Regions from separate parts of the Muntiacus reevesi genome. Here region 2 is linked to region 1. The links are chromatin contacts, called in public Hi-C maps. All regions are on one chromosome and are shown on one strand. Each heading gives the region's core, a stretch centred on a gene start, on an enhancer-like site or on the middle of the called end of the contact. The rest is flanking DNA. Distances are from core to core; before and after follow the strand shown. Region 1 holds the start of MED4 (mediator complex subunit 4). Region 2 holds the start of RB1 (RB transcriptional corepressor 1).

Region 1 (6,962 bases), core at 1,307-3,806:
TGGTAAAGAATCTGCCTGCATTGCAGGAGACCAGGTTTCGATCCTTGGGTCAGAAAGATCCAAATTAATAGGAATCAGAATTTGGAGGCAAATTATTATAGCCCTTAGTTGAAACACTAACACATTCCTAATGCTACATCTTATCCAAATTCCAGTTTAATAATGCATGACAAGTAGTCTACTGCAAATAGCAGTGAACTGAAAGTACAGGACATCTCAGTTCTCATCTCAATTGAGCCACTAACTAGTCACACATCCTGAGCCAGGATCCCAGCAAATGGGATGTTAAATCCATAAATCTAACTTCTTTGAATCGCTAATTCATTTGTAATAGAGATCACTGGATTAAAAGATCCTACATGTCACAGGGCAACTAAACCCGTGTACAACTCCTGAGCCCATAAGCATAGAACTCACCATGCTCTGCAACAAGAAACCACAGCAATTTGAAGCCTGTGAACCACAACTAGAGAGTGATCCCTGCTCATCGTAACTATTAATACAAATAAGTAAGTTAATTTTTTAATAAAACTAAAAATAAAACTACCATGCGATGCAGCAATCCCACTCCTGGGCATATATGCAGAGAAAACCGTAATCCAAAAAGATACATGCACCCCAGTGTTCACTGCAGCACTATTTACACTTGCCAAGGAAATGGAAGCAACCTAAATGTCAATGACAAAGGACTGGATAAAGAAGATGTGATACACATATCAACTGAATATTATTACTCAGCCATAAAACAGAATGAAATAATGTCATTTATAGTAACAAGGATGGAACAAGACATTATCATACTAAGTTGGACAGAAAAAGACAAGTATCATATGATATCGCTTGTATGTGGGATCTTAAAAAAATGAAACAAATGAACTCATTTACAAAACAGAAACAGACTCAAGACTTAGAAAACAAATTTAGGGTTACCAAAGGGGAAAAGTGGCAAGTAGGAGGGATAAATCAGGAGGTTGGGATTAGCATATACACACTACTCCATAAAAAACAAATCATCAAGGATCTACTGTATAGAATAGAGAACTCTACTCAATACTCTGTAATAACCTATATGGGAAAAGAATCTGAAAAAAAATAGATATGTAATAGGTAAAAAAAAAAAAAAAAAAACCCTGGTATTCTTCTAAAAGTTAAATCACTAAAGACATGTTGCCTCTAAGCTTAAATTATACAAAATGTCCCATCTCTGGGAACCCTGCCTCCCAAGTAATAAAAGCATTAAGCTAAAATACCTTGTTTAGCTCACAGGGAACATCCTGACCAGGCCCACCCCTGAAGGACTGCAGGGAGGAAGAAATTAATAATTCCCCTCCAGAAGCTGAGGGAAACATTTGATTTGCCTCCCCTTCTAGTATAAAGGAAGCCTGAATTCTAACTCAGACAAGCGGCTCTTTAGGGCACAACTCTACCATCTCCTCGGTTTGCTGGCCTTCTGAATTAAGTCGCTACTCCCCTACCCCAACAATTCATCTCTCTGTTGGCCTGTCATGAGGCAAACAGTAGGCGCTAGAACTGGATAACTGATATATATACATATACATACACACACATAACTGAATCACTCTGCTGTACACGTGTGTGTGTGTGTGTGTGTGTGTGAGAGCTGCTTAGTCGTGTCCGACTCTGCAACCCCATAGACTGTAGCCCACCAGGCCCCTCGGTCCATGGGATTCTCCAGGCAAGAACTCTGGAGTGAAGTCGCTCAGTTGCGTCCGACTCTGCGACCCCAGGGACTGTAGCCTACCAGGCAAGAGTACTGGAGCGGGTTGCCAGTGCCTTCTCCACTGTACACCTCAAACTAACACAGTGTCTGACTACACCGGGGACAGGCCTTGGGGAGGCTCCGCGCCACAGTCACTGTTGACACAGACGTTCCTCTGGGTCAGTGGGCTCTCCCCACTGACACCAGGCTCCTCGTCGCCGTCGGCGTCTGGTCTCACCCCTGGGGACCGTCTCCCAGCGCGCAGCACCCACGGGAGTTCCTCATACGTCTGTCGAGTGTCGGTGGACGAAGGGACCCACAGCCGGCGACCTCTAACGTCCGCTAAGATTCCCATATTCTGGGGATCCAGGGTCACTGTCAGTAATCTGATGGACGTGAGTCTGAGCAAGCTCCGGGGGATGGTGAAGGACGGGTAAGTCCGGCCTGCTGCAGTCCACGGGGTCGCAGAGTCGGACACGACTGAGCGACTGAACACAACAACAAAGAGGGCTGTTGACCCCGAATCACTGAGGGTTGCAGACGCACTTCCACGACGCTCGGGCACTGTCCCCCGGGGCGCGGCCCTCCCCTTCGAGCCCCGGGGAACCAGCCCAAGGCAGGACGGTGGTCCCGACTCACGCCTCCCGGCCCAGCCCTAGCAAGGGCCTTGGGCCGACGGCCCCACCTCGACAAGACCTCCAGATCTTCCAGCGCTGACAGCAGCCGCTCTCGCGTGCTATTACCGCCGGCAGCTCCTAAGCCGCCGCCCGGCCGCTCCTTCTCCTTCTCGCCGCTCGACGCCGCCGCCATGCTGCCCACAGACTAGCGTGCATGCAGCTGCGCACTGGCGACGAGAGGCGGGCTCCAACGGCGGAAGAAAGGATCGTCGAGGCGGGGAGGAGCGGCAAGCCAGAGCGCCCCCTGCGCGCCTGGCGGTACGCTGAGGACGCCACCGCCCCCTGCTGGTCAGTGAAGGCTTCTCCTTCCACCACCCCACCACTCCCCACACTGGTTCGGTTCAGTTCAGTTCAATTCAGTGGCTCAGTCGTGTCCTACGCTTTGCGACCTCATGGACTGCAGCACGCCAGGCCTTCCTGTCCATCACCAACGCTCGGACTTTACTCAAACTCATATCCATTGAGTCAGTGATGCCATCCAACCTGATGGCATTGCCAACATTGCCATGCAATCTCAGCCTCTGTCTTCCCCTTCTCCTCCCGCCTTCAGTCTTTCCCAGCATCAGGGTCTTTTCCAAAGAGTCAGTTCTTCACATCAGGTGGCCAAAGTATTGGGGTTTCAGCTCCAGTTCCATCCCCTGGAGGCAGAGCCAAACGAGAACGGCGGGCCAACGCGGTCAGAGTGGGCTAGCCTGTGCTTAGTCGCTCTGTCCTGCCCGACTCCAAGTCTCCTAAGCCTTTAGGTTATTCAAGCAGGAATGGGAAGCTTCTGCTCAACGGATTTTCAGCATTCAAAGGAGTTCCTTAATGGCCTGCCTCTGTGTCAGTTTCTTCGTGAAATGGGCTGGACGGGGGCTGGCGGGGGGGCTCCTCTTATTATCCTCTCTCTAGTCTGCATTCCCATAACGCTATTCCCACTTTCCTGTTTGGGCTTTCAGGAAGGCTGTAAACAACTTAGGGCAGAACCGAAATCTATCATATTTCCTCCCCCCCCCCCCCCGTTTGTTTTGGTGGTAAAATGCACTTAGCATAAAATGTACCATCTAACCACGTTTAAGCATACAGTTCAGTGACATTAAGTACCTTCATGTTGTGCTACCATCACCACCATCCTTCTCTCAGTTCAGTTCAGTTCTGTCCCTCAATCCTGTCCAACTCCTTACAACCCCATGGACCTTTGTTGGCAAAGTAATGTCTCTACTTTTTAATATGCTGTCTAGGATGATCATAGCTTTTCTTTCAAGGAGCAAGCGTCTTTTAATTTCATGGCTGCAGTCACCATCTGCAGTGATTTTGGAACCCAAAAAATAAAGTCTGTCACTGTTTCCATTTTTTCCCTATCTATTTACCATGAAGTGATGGGACCCAATGCCATGATCTTAGTTTTCTGAATGTTGAGTTTTAAGTCAGCTTTTTCACTCTCTTCTTTCACTTTCATCAAGAGGCTCTTTAGTGCCTCTTCACTTTCTGCCAGAAGGGTGTTGTTATCTGCATGTCTGAGGTTATTGATATTTTTCCCAGCAATCTTGATTCCAGCTTGCGCTTCATCCAGCCCGGCATTTCACATGATGTACTCTGCATATAAGTTAAATAAGCAGGGTGACAATATACAGCCTTGACGTACTCCTTTCCCCATTTGGAACCACTCTGTTGTTCCATGCCCAGTTCTAACTGTTGCTTCTTGACCTGCATACAGATTTCTCAAGAGGCAGGTCAAGTGGTCTGGTACTCCCATCTCTTTCAGAATTTTCCACAGTTTGTTTGGCATAGTCAATAAAGCAGAAGTAGATGGTTTTCTGGAACTCTCTTGCTTTTTCGATGATCCAGTGGATGTTGGCAATTTGATCTCTGGTTCCTCTGCCTTTTCTAAATCCAGCTTGAACATCTGGAAGTCCACAGTTCACGTACTGTTGAAGCCTGGCTTGGAGAATTTTGAGCATTACTTTGCTAGCATGTGGGATGAGTGCAATTGTGCAATAGTTTGAATATTTTGGGGCATTGCCTTTCTTTGGGATTGGAATGTCAGCTGACCTTTTCCAGTCCTGTGGCCACTGCTGAGTTTTCCAGATTTGCTGTCATATTGAGTGCAGCACTTTCACAGCATCATCTTTTAGGATTTGAAATAGCTCAACTAGAATTTCATCACCTCCACTAATTTTGTTCGTAGTGATGCTTCCTAAGGCCCACTTGACTTCACATTCCAAGATGTCTGGCTCTAGGTGAGTGATCACACCATCGTACTTATCCGGTGATTAAGATTTTTTTTGTACAGTTCTTCTGTGTATTCTTGCCACCTCTTCTTAATATCTTCTGCTTCTGTTAGATCCATACCATTTCTGTCCTTTATTGTGCCCATCTTTGCATGAAATGTTCCACTGGTATCTCTAATTTTCTTGAAGAGAACTCTATAGTCTTTCCCATTCTATTGTTTTCCTCTATTTCTTTGCATTGATCACTGAGGAAGGCTTTCTTATATCTCCTTGCTATTCTTTGAAACTCTACTTTCAAATGGATATATCTTTCCTTTTCTCCTTTGCCTTTAGCATCTCTTCTTTTTTCAACTATTTGTAAGCTATTTGTAATCCTATTTGTAAGCTATTTGTAATCCTATTTGTAAGCTATTTGTAATCCTTCCCTAGAGTTCTTTTTATCTTGCAAAACTGAAGCTCCATATCTATTAAATAATAGTTTCCCTTTCCTCCCTCCCTTGTTGTTTATCCATTCATCTGTCAGAGACACTTGGGTTGCGTCCACAATTTTACAGTCTATCTTTATAATCATGTATCTCCCACCAAAATGTTTTGTTCATTGTTCAAGATGACCAGTGAACTGAATCAATGAATATGGTATGTAAGTGGTGTCTGTGTTGTTAGTCAGTCATGTTGGACTCTTTGCAACCCCACAGTTTGTAGACTACCAGGCTCCTCTGTTGTGGGATTCTTCAGGCAATAACACTGGAGTGGGTAGCTATTCCCTTTTCCAGAGGAGCTTTGTGACCCAGGGATCAAACCTGCATCTCGTGTATTGCAGGCAGATTCTTTACCGACTGAGCAACCATGTAAGCGGTAGTTATTGAAAATAGTTCATTTGGGCTTTTTTTTTTTTTTTTTTTTGGTCTGCTCTGCGAGGCATATGCAATCTTAATTCCCTGAACAGGGACTGAACACACACCCCCTGTGCTGAAAGTGTGAAGTCTTAACCACTGGACCACAAGGGATGCCCCTGAAAATAGTTTAAACAATTGATGTAGTTTAAATAATTTTAAAGTTCAATAATTTAAATAACTTAATTCCAAATCAACCAAAAATGTGATTTAACCCACTTTTCAGCAGGGAGAACAATGTAGTAGAAGACCTTCCTTACCAGGAAAACCCAGGGTTAAACAGCCCTGAGTGTGGGAGCTCTGCATCTGACCCAAGCTGCTGTCACAGAGAGTGAGTTGCAAAGTTGTCACTTACAGACAACAGCTGGAAGTGAGCCAGGAGTGCCTGTGGTCCTGTCCTCTGGACTGTCCTTTTTGGAGGTGCCAAACGTGATTCTGCTGGAGGATTTCCTCAGGACTCATGCTAAATAAATTCATTCATTGCAACTGCTGAATAATAATAATAATAATCTAGAATGCCATTTTATTAACTTAAGATGAGCACAATTATATGCATAGACAAACCCACACCGAAAGCCACAAATTATCACCAAAATGTTGACTGGTGACAATGTTGACAAATGAAGATAAATACAGATTTAATTGATGCATTCATCAGGATTTACACCACCATGGTGTAGGGATATCTGTGTTAAAGAGATTGGCGTGTTTGTGTTCATAGGTCAGAGTTGCCTTCTTCCCTACACAGGACAAGAGATTCATGGACACCTTTTATTTTCTTACCATGCCCCACTTCTGCTGTGGGCTCACATCTTCATTTACTACAGTCAATTCTCAGGCAATAGACTTAATTAGATTTAGGCTTTCTTAATTATCATTGCATTCTAAGCATGCCTCCCAGTAGCTCTAATCAATAATTTTCTTATATTAAGTTTCCAAGGAGCTAAACTCCTTCAATTTATGTGGCTTTTGTTTGTCTTGAGCCAAGATCTGGTGGGGGGATGAGGTAGATCATATTAGTGTAACTTCCACATAAAAATCCTGGGAGGATTCTAATTAGTTAAAAATGTCCGGTTATAAATCCTCTTTTACAGATAACCAGGGTCAACATGTGGACTGTCTGTGTGACGTGAGGGCTTCTCTGGTGGCTCAGTGGTAAAGAATCCGCCTGCAGTGTAGTAACTGCAGGAGACATGGGTTCGATCCCTGAGTTGGGAAGATTTGCTGGAGAAGGGCATGACAACCCAATCCAGTATTCTTGTCCGGAGAATCCCATGGATAATTTGATGGACTACAGTCCATAGTGTCGTACAGAGTCATACACAACTAAAGTGACTTAGCATGCACTCATGCACTTGTGTGTTATAAACTCCATACCTCTTCAGATTTGTGCAAATTCACATGTATACTGAATGTTGTCTATAGACTAATAAGCAATGGTACTTCCTACTGACATACTCTT
Region 2 (6,735 bases), core at 2,692-5,191, 190 kb after region 1:
GCACTTTGCTATGAGATATGGCTGTGAACTCAGTAGATGGGGAATTACACTTCTGAGCAAAGTTAATACAAGCACTCAGATCTTTAATTCTTTGGAATTACTTCTCTGGTTATTATTCAGTTTACTACTGTCATTGCTAACCCACTACTGATGTGTCTTTTCTTGACAAGACAGAAAAGGCTTATTTCACCATCTGTAATTTAGGGTTAAAAATAAATGACACAAATTTTGTTTCCCAACTTTAGCTCTGAATTTCAAAAACAGGCTTGATTAAAAACAAAAATGGCTGCAAAAATAAAATGACTATAAAAATAACTAGTTATATAAAAGGAAAAATTTACATTTCCACATATTTTTATTCACTTTTGGCTTACAGTTGACAAACTAACCTTAAAAATTTCACTCTTTCACTAATGTGGTCCTATAGCACGTGACAAGGACACAGACCTACAATTCATGCCACTGACCTCCAACTTGCCACGCAAGTTGGAGAAATCTGAACCACTCTATACTCTGTTTAGCCAGAGTGTAATGATCACGTGCTTGGATACAGCTGAAATGTTAAATTTCTATAAATGCTGTGAAGCATTTACTCTTTTTTTTTTTCATGTTTATAGAATGCTAATTATATTTTTGTGACCCTCATGGACTGTAGTCCACCAGGCTCCTCTGTTCATGGAATTTTCCAGGCAAGAATACTGGAGTGGGTAACCTTTCCCTTCTCTAGGGGATCATCCCAACTCAGGGATGGAACCCAGGTCTCCTGCATTGCAGGCGGATTCTTTACCGTCTTAGACAGCAGCGAAGCCTGAAAAGTTTACTCTTAACTTCTGTCCTTATCTCCTTGTGTACTAAACACAAGTAGTTTGCAGATTGGCACTGGTCCAAGAACGACACTCTAAGCAGCACTGCTAGGAGAAAACTAGTAGAGGAGTTTATGAAGTAACAGAAGAGAGGAGGGGAAGAAGGAGGCTATGAATTTGTGGAAGACTAGGGAAGCTTTAAGAGGAAGTAGTTCACTGTGTTAACTGCAATAAAGGTCAAGTAGGTTGAGACCAAAAGGAAGCCATGAGTTGACAATTAGGACACTGGTGACCTTTGAAAGAGTGGTTTCAGTGGAGTGCTGGAGGCACCACTAGTAGGCTGAGGAGTTGCGAGAGAAGCACAAATGGGGACTACCCTTTCAAGAAGCTAGATGGGAAAGAAATGGAAACAGTGTGGTAGTTTACAAAGAGGTCGAGGGACTTCCCTGATGGGCCAAAGTGGTTAAGAATCTGCGTTCCAATGCAGGGAACAAGAGTTTGATCCCTGGTCCTGTAACTAAGACCCCCACATGCCACGGGGCAGCTGGCCTGTATGCTGCAATTACTAAGCCCTCCAACTCTGGAGCTGGTGCTCCGCAACCAGAGAAGGTTCACACACCACAATGAAGAGGATGTGCACCAGGACAAACACCCAGCACAGACAAAAAAAAAAAAAAAAAAAAAAAAATCAAAGAAAAAAGTCAAAGGCAGATTTCTTAGACTACGGAAGACTTTAAAAATAAAAAGTCTCATATCACTGAAGGGGCCTCAAACTGAAGAGAGTTCTGTCTCTAGGTAGAAAATCTAAGAAAGAATTTTTTTTGGTTTGTTTTACAGTAATCTTAAAACTACTATGAAGGTGCAGAAAGATCAGGGGAAACTTTCTTGGAGAATCTGTAGACTTTCTAACAGTTCTTTGGCAATGCAACAGAAAGCTGTGGGAGGAATGTATGGATTTTAATTGACTCAATTTGTCCTGAGTTTTGTATAAAAAGTTTATTTTGGCTGCACCAAACAGTGTGTATGACCTTAGTTCCCCAACCAAGGCTTGAACCTGTGCCCCCTGCTTTGGAAGTGGAGAGTCTTATTCACTGGATTTAACGCTCGGAGACTTAACCACTGGGAAATCCCAGGACTTTAAATGTATCCATGGTAAGATACACATCCTTTTGTAAACTGAGAAATCTGTGAGCTATCATCATTACGGTAAACTCAGGTATTGACAAAATGGGTTTAATAAAGCAAGTCATATCTATATATGAAGAGAGTTTACTTCAGTTCCCAGACTTTCCTCTGCTTTCCCTCCCTCCTGTGTTTTAGCAAAGAAGCATTTACTGTGTGCCCAACACCATGCTAGGTACTAAGGTTACATTAATGACTGGTCTCTATATGGAAGGAGTTCACTGGAGCAAAATTATTGGTTTTGATGTTTTTTGGTGGAAACAAGTGAAAACCCCAGCTCCATCAAGGTCAGCTCCAGGGCCAGTCAAATCAGAGGCTCAGTCATGTCACCAAGGACCCAGATTTTCTGATATTACTACTGAGCCATCTTTAGTGTTTCTGCCTCATCCTCAGGTCAGCTTGTCTTAAGTCACTATGGCTGCAGCAATTGCAAGTGACACATTCTCAAAATAGTTAAGGGGTAGAACTATGTCATCTGTATCTCATTTTAGAGGCTCCCAGCAGACTATCTTTGATCTTGCAAAAACCAAAACTGCATCTTACAAAAACCAAATTGTATCCTGTGCCCCTGACTACTGTGCTCGAATCCTGGGAAAGAAGAGTGGAATTACCGCTGTGATGGTATTTGCCCTCTGAAGTTGGGTCTGGGCATGGACCCTAACACCTGATAAACTTTGAGTCCCCAAGAAAGAGTTTCTGAACTTTGGCAGAACTTGTTGTTGAGTAGGCCAATAACTGTTAGCTCTTTTTCACATTCTGGCATAAACCATACTATATACAGAAAATGATAATCCATTGTATGGCCCACAGGGATAAACCCAAAAGCTACCACTTGCCTGAAGGTGTCGGCTGCCTCAGCCCTGCTCAACTGTTCCAAGGATGAGGGAATTCACATCAGAGCACAGCTGTATTTTATTCACAGCACTTCAGTTGGGAAGCTCCGAGCGGGCAACCCACAGCATCTGCCAGTGAGACAAAAGCAGGTACTCAAACTAGGCAATCTATTAGCATAAGTAAATACCAAGAGACAGGAGACACAGTTTCTAAGTCAATGTTTGACCATGGTAATTCCTGCAAACTCTTTTCTGATGTCTTTGTGCCTTGCATATGCTATTTCTCTCTTCTTGGTGTTTTCTTTAACACAGCCTAATGGATAAGTAGAGTCAAATATATCTGGGTTCAAAACCTCTACCACCCATCGGCTGTGTGTGTAAGTCACTCAGTCGCGTCTGATTCTTTGCGACCCCATGGACTGTAGCCTGTCAGCTCCTCTGTCCAGGGAATTCTCCAGGCCAGAATACTGGAGTACTGGGCAAATGAATTAACTCCTCTGAGCCTGTTTTCCTTTCCAAAGTGTAATACGACTACAACTCATTTTAAAAGGCTTTTTCTGCGGATTCGGTAAGATAATGAGGTAAAATGGCCAGAACAATCCCCTATGCACATAGTTAAGTCCTCCTTAGATGTGAGGTCCTAGCAAACTTCTATTCAAATGTCCCTGCTCCTCTGAAGATGTCCTTTAGACGTTTCGATGGTACTTCCTGGTTTTAACTCTATTAAAACCGCGCAGCACCTCGTCATCCGTTCTTTGCCCGCAGCGCCCACCCCTCTTCCCTCAAAGAACTCTCAAGAGGCCAGTTTCGTCGTCCCATCCTTGGTCTCCGCTAGCAGTGGGCAAAATCCAGCTCCTCATAGGTGTTTCAGAGGCTGTTTGTTTTTTGTTTTGGCCGACTTCGCTTAACGGATTGGGCGGGAGGAGCGCGGGCGAGCGGGAGGGCGCCGCCCAGGAGGAGAGGGGCGTGTCCGCCCCGGGTGCGCTCGCCCGATACTCCCCGGCGGGGGCCTCGGCCGCAGCCCCGGATCCACCCGGCTATAGCGAGGGGGCCCGCGCACCCAACGGGCCGGGTAGCTCCCTTACTCGGCCACCCACGCCCGCAGGGGCGAGTTTCGAGGAGAGGAAGACTGAGGCGGCGGCGGCGGCTGCCTCCGGGCGGGCGCCTGGGTTGCAGGCCCGGGGCTTCCCGCCCGCTCGGCCCACGCCTTGCCTCGCCTCGCCCAGCACCCCGGTGCCCTCCCGACGCTGGCGGGCCCGGGAACCTCGCGGACGTGACGCCGCGGGCGGAAGTGACGTTTTCCCGCGGTTGGACGCGGCGCTCGGTTGCCGGGCGGGGGAGGGCTGGCCCGGTTTTTTTCTCTGGGGAACGTTCAAATTATTTTTGTAACGGGAGTCGGCCGAGGACGGGGCGTGCCCGAGGTGCGCGCGTCCTCTCCCTTCCCCGGCCCTCCTCAAGCGCCCGCCGGTGCCTGTCCTGGGAGCGCGTCATGCCGCCCAAAACCCCCCGAAGAGCAGCCGCCACCGCCGCCGCCGCCGCCGCCGCCGCCGCGGAGCCCCCGCCGCCGCCCCCTGAGGAGGACCCCGAGCAGGACAGCGGCTCTGAGGACCTGCCTCTGGCCAGGTGAGCGGCCGAGCCACCGGTGGCGGGCGGCGAGCGGGGAGGGCGCCCCGAGGCTGCGTCGGCGGGCGCCGCGGCGTCTAGGCGGGGGCGCGTCCCCGCGGGGCGCGGGTCCCGGCGGGAGGGCTGTCCCCCCCTCCACCACCCCTCGCGGCGGAGCGCCCGGAGGGAGCTGACAGAGGTCTGGGTGCGGGCGCCGCCAGGGGATGGCGGCCGGGAGGGGGTCTCGGCTCCAGCTTGACAGGTGTCGGGCGGGTGGGGCTCGGGTCGCTGAGCGAAGTGACAGGTGCCGCCTTTGCTCCGCGAGACGGCCCTGCGCATCCGGCGGGTGATTTCGAGGCCCCATCACACGCAAAAGAGAAAAAAAGAAAAGAACTAACTGGTGTCTGCTGGACAGGTTTTTCTTCCCGTTGAGATTAGTAGTCCTCCAGTGGTCTTTTGACTTTCTTTTTTGGTCTCCTGCGATGCAACAGTTGGAAGTGGTTGTTTTTTTGTTTTGTTTTTTTTGTTTTTTTCCCCTCTGGGCGCGCAGCTGTATCTGAAGCCCAGTCCTGGGAGAGACAGCCAGAAAAGCCTTGGATGAGGCGGCAGAGATGCCCGCGGACGTGACGGGCAGGGTCCTGGGTGTCAGTTACCCCCCAGGAAGCTCGACTGAGGCGCCTTGTGGCGTTCTCTTAAAAGGGGATTTTCGGTTCTTGGGGATTCACGGCCATCGGTAGTGACTGGTGGAACGTAGCTCTTTAGAAAGAACTCGTGCCTGGGTAAAAATATTGTGAGACGTTTAGCCCAAGAGCTTAAAAGTTCCTAAACTTTTCTCTTGTTTCCCAAAACTTCTTGCGTATTTTCGTTGGCTACAGCGTGCCTCGTTATTTCTTCCATTTTGCCTTTTGGCTTTGAGCCAGCAAGGATCCTGGTGTCCTTGGGGTTTTTTTGTTTGTTTCGTTTGTTGGAGTAGAAAACGAGTGTTTTTGTGCTCACGTGGAGTTGTTTTTCTTCTCCTAAGTAGATTCTAAATTTAAGCAAGTCCACGATAATGCAGTGGAACTTGACAGGCAGATAATGTATTGCAACATCTTATTTTTCTTGATTGTGATGCTTTATGGTTAGAACCAAAAATTGAACGAGTATAATTATCCATTATTATTGTCAGCAGTGGCCCTGCTTTGAGACTGCACATCAATTACAGGGGAATGGGACTCCTTTCTGTCTCCCTTCCACAGTTCTAGTCTATCAGCAGGTCCTGTTTCTCTCACCTCCCCCTGCACTAACAGAATTTGGGACAAATTGTTAAAGATTGGGAAAGGCTTTTGGAAATGGCTTGTGAAAGGCTATTAGAAATTCATATATGACTATCTTATGAATTAAAAATCATTCTCACTAATGGGAAAAAAAAAAGCCCAGGGATGTTCTAGGAGAGGACGTTGGTTTCTGATTAAACTCTGATATGTCCAGTATTTTCCAGTTTCCCTTTGGTAAGAGCAGTGAAGTTTACTGCAAAGAACTCTTACGTTATCGCAGAGCTTGGACGCATTCTTGAATATTGTAGAGTAACCGGAAATATTGAAGTCCTGGCCATCACCCGGGAAAAGAAAGTCTTTGTTTCTATTTTCCAGCACTTCATTTTATATACTTTTAAATGATGAAACTATCACAAATTCTTTAAGTCAGAACCATGCAAGATAAAGTCTATTCTCGATTATCCTTACCCATAAAATGTGTCCTTATGGGCTATCAAAAACTACAGGTTAACTATTTAACAAGGATAGAACCACTGCCTGGCAGTCTGAAGTTGAGAAATTTACCTGGGGTGGGTTCAGGGCCCAGTCCAACTGCATTTCCAGTGATGGAGCCCATGTCTACTTTGAGAATTGGGAGTTTACTTAAGGGAAACAGCACACCATTTTCATTCTTGAGATAACCAAAAGTTAATTATGTTTCAGAGGAGGTTGGCAGTCTGGAATAGTGCTCAAGGGCATGGATTATAGACTTAGATTATTGGGTTTCTATCAGGGTTTGTACATACTGCCTGATTTCAAGTGAGTGCTTTAACTTCTCTGATTTGGTATTTGTAAAACAGGGATAATAAGAGGATTTACCTAATAGGGCTGATGTGGGGATTGAATCTACCTTCATCTAAGGTACTTTGTGTGGGATCATAATAAATACTAAAAAATTATTAGCTATTCCTTGTACTACTACTATTATTATTAGAGGTCAAGTAGACATTATGTGATTGAAAAAGAATTAGACAAGAAGAGTTTTTTGACTGCTTGTCTTGGTTAAGAAAAATCAGGAAG

Evidence for each region. A called contact is a pair of places that touch in the nucleus more often than the background predicts.
Region 2: a Hi-C map of muscle shows a contact between it and region 1, with 5 times the contacts expected there. The contact joins the promoter of RB1 here to the promoter of MED4 in region 1. A contact is called at or near these places in 2 of 3 Hi-C or Micro-C datasets (blood and muscle).

The regions. Positions count from the first base shown.
Region 1 is chr11:16,615,220-16,622,181 of mMunRee1.1, forward strand. It overlaps MED4 (mediator complex subunit 4), which reads right to left and starts at 2,557. Exons shown (of 7, transcript XM_065901821.1): 1 at 2,406-2,557. The coding sequence starts at 2,530.
Region 2 is chr11:16,802,020-16,808,754 of mMunRee1.1, forward strand. RB1 (RB transcriptional corepressor 1) reads left to right here and starts at 3,942. Exons shown (of 27, transcript XM_065902292.1): 1 at 3,942-4,441. The coding sequence starts at 4,308.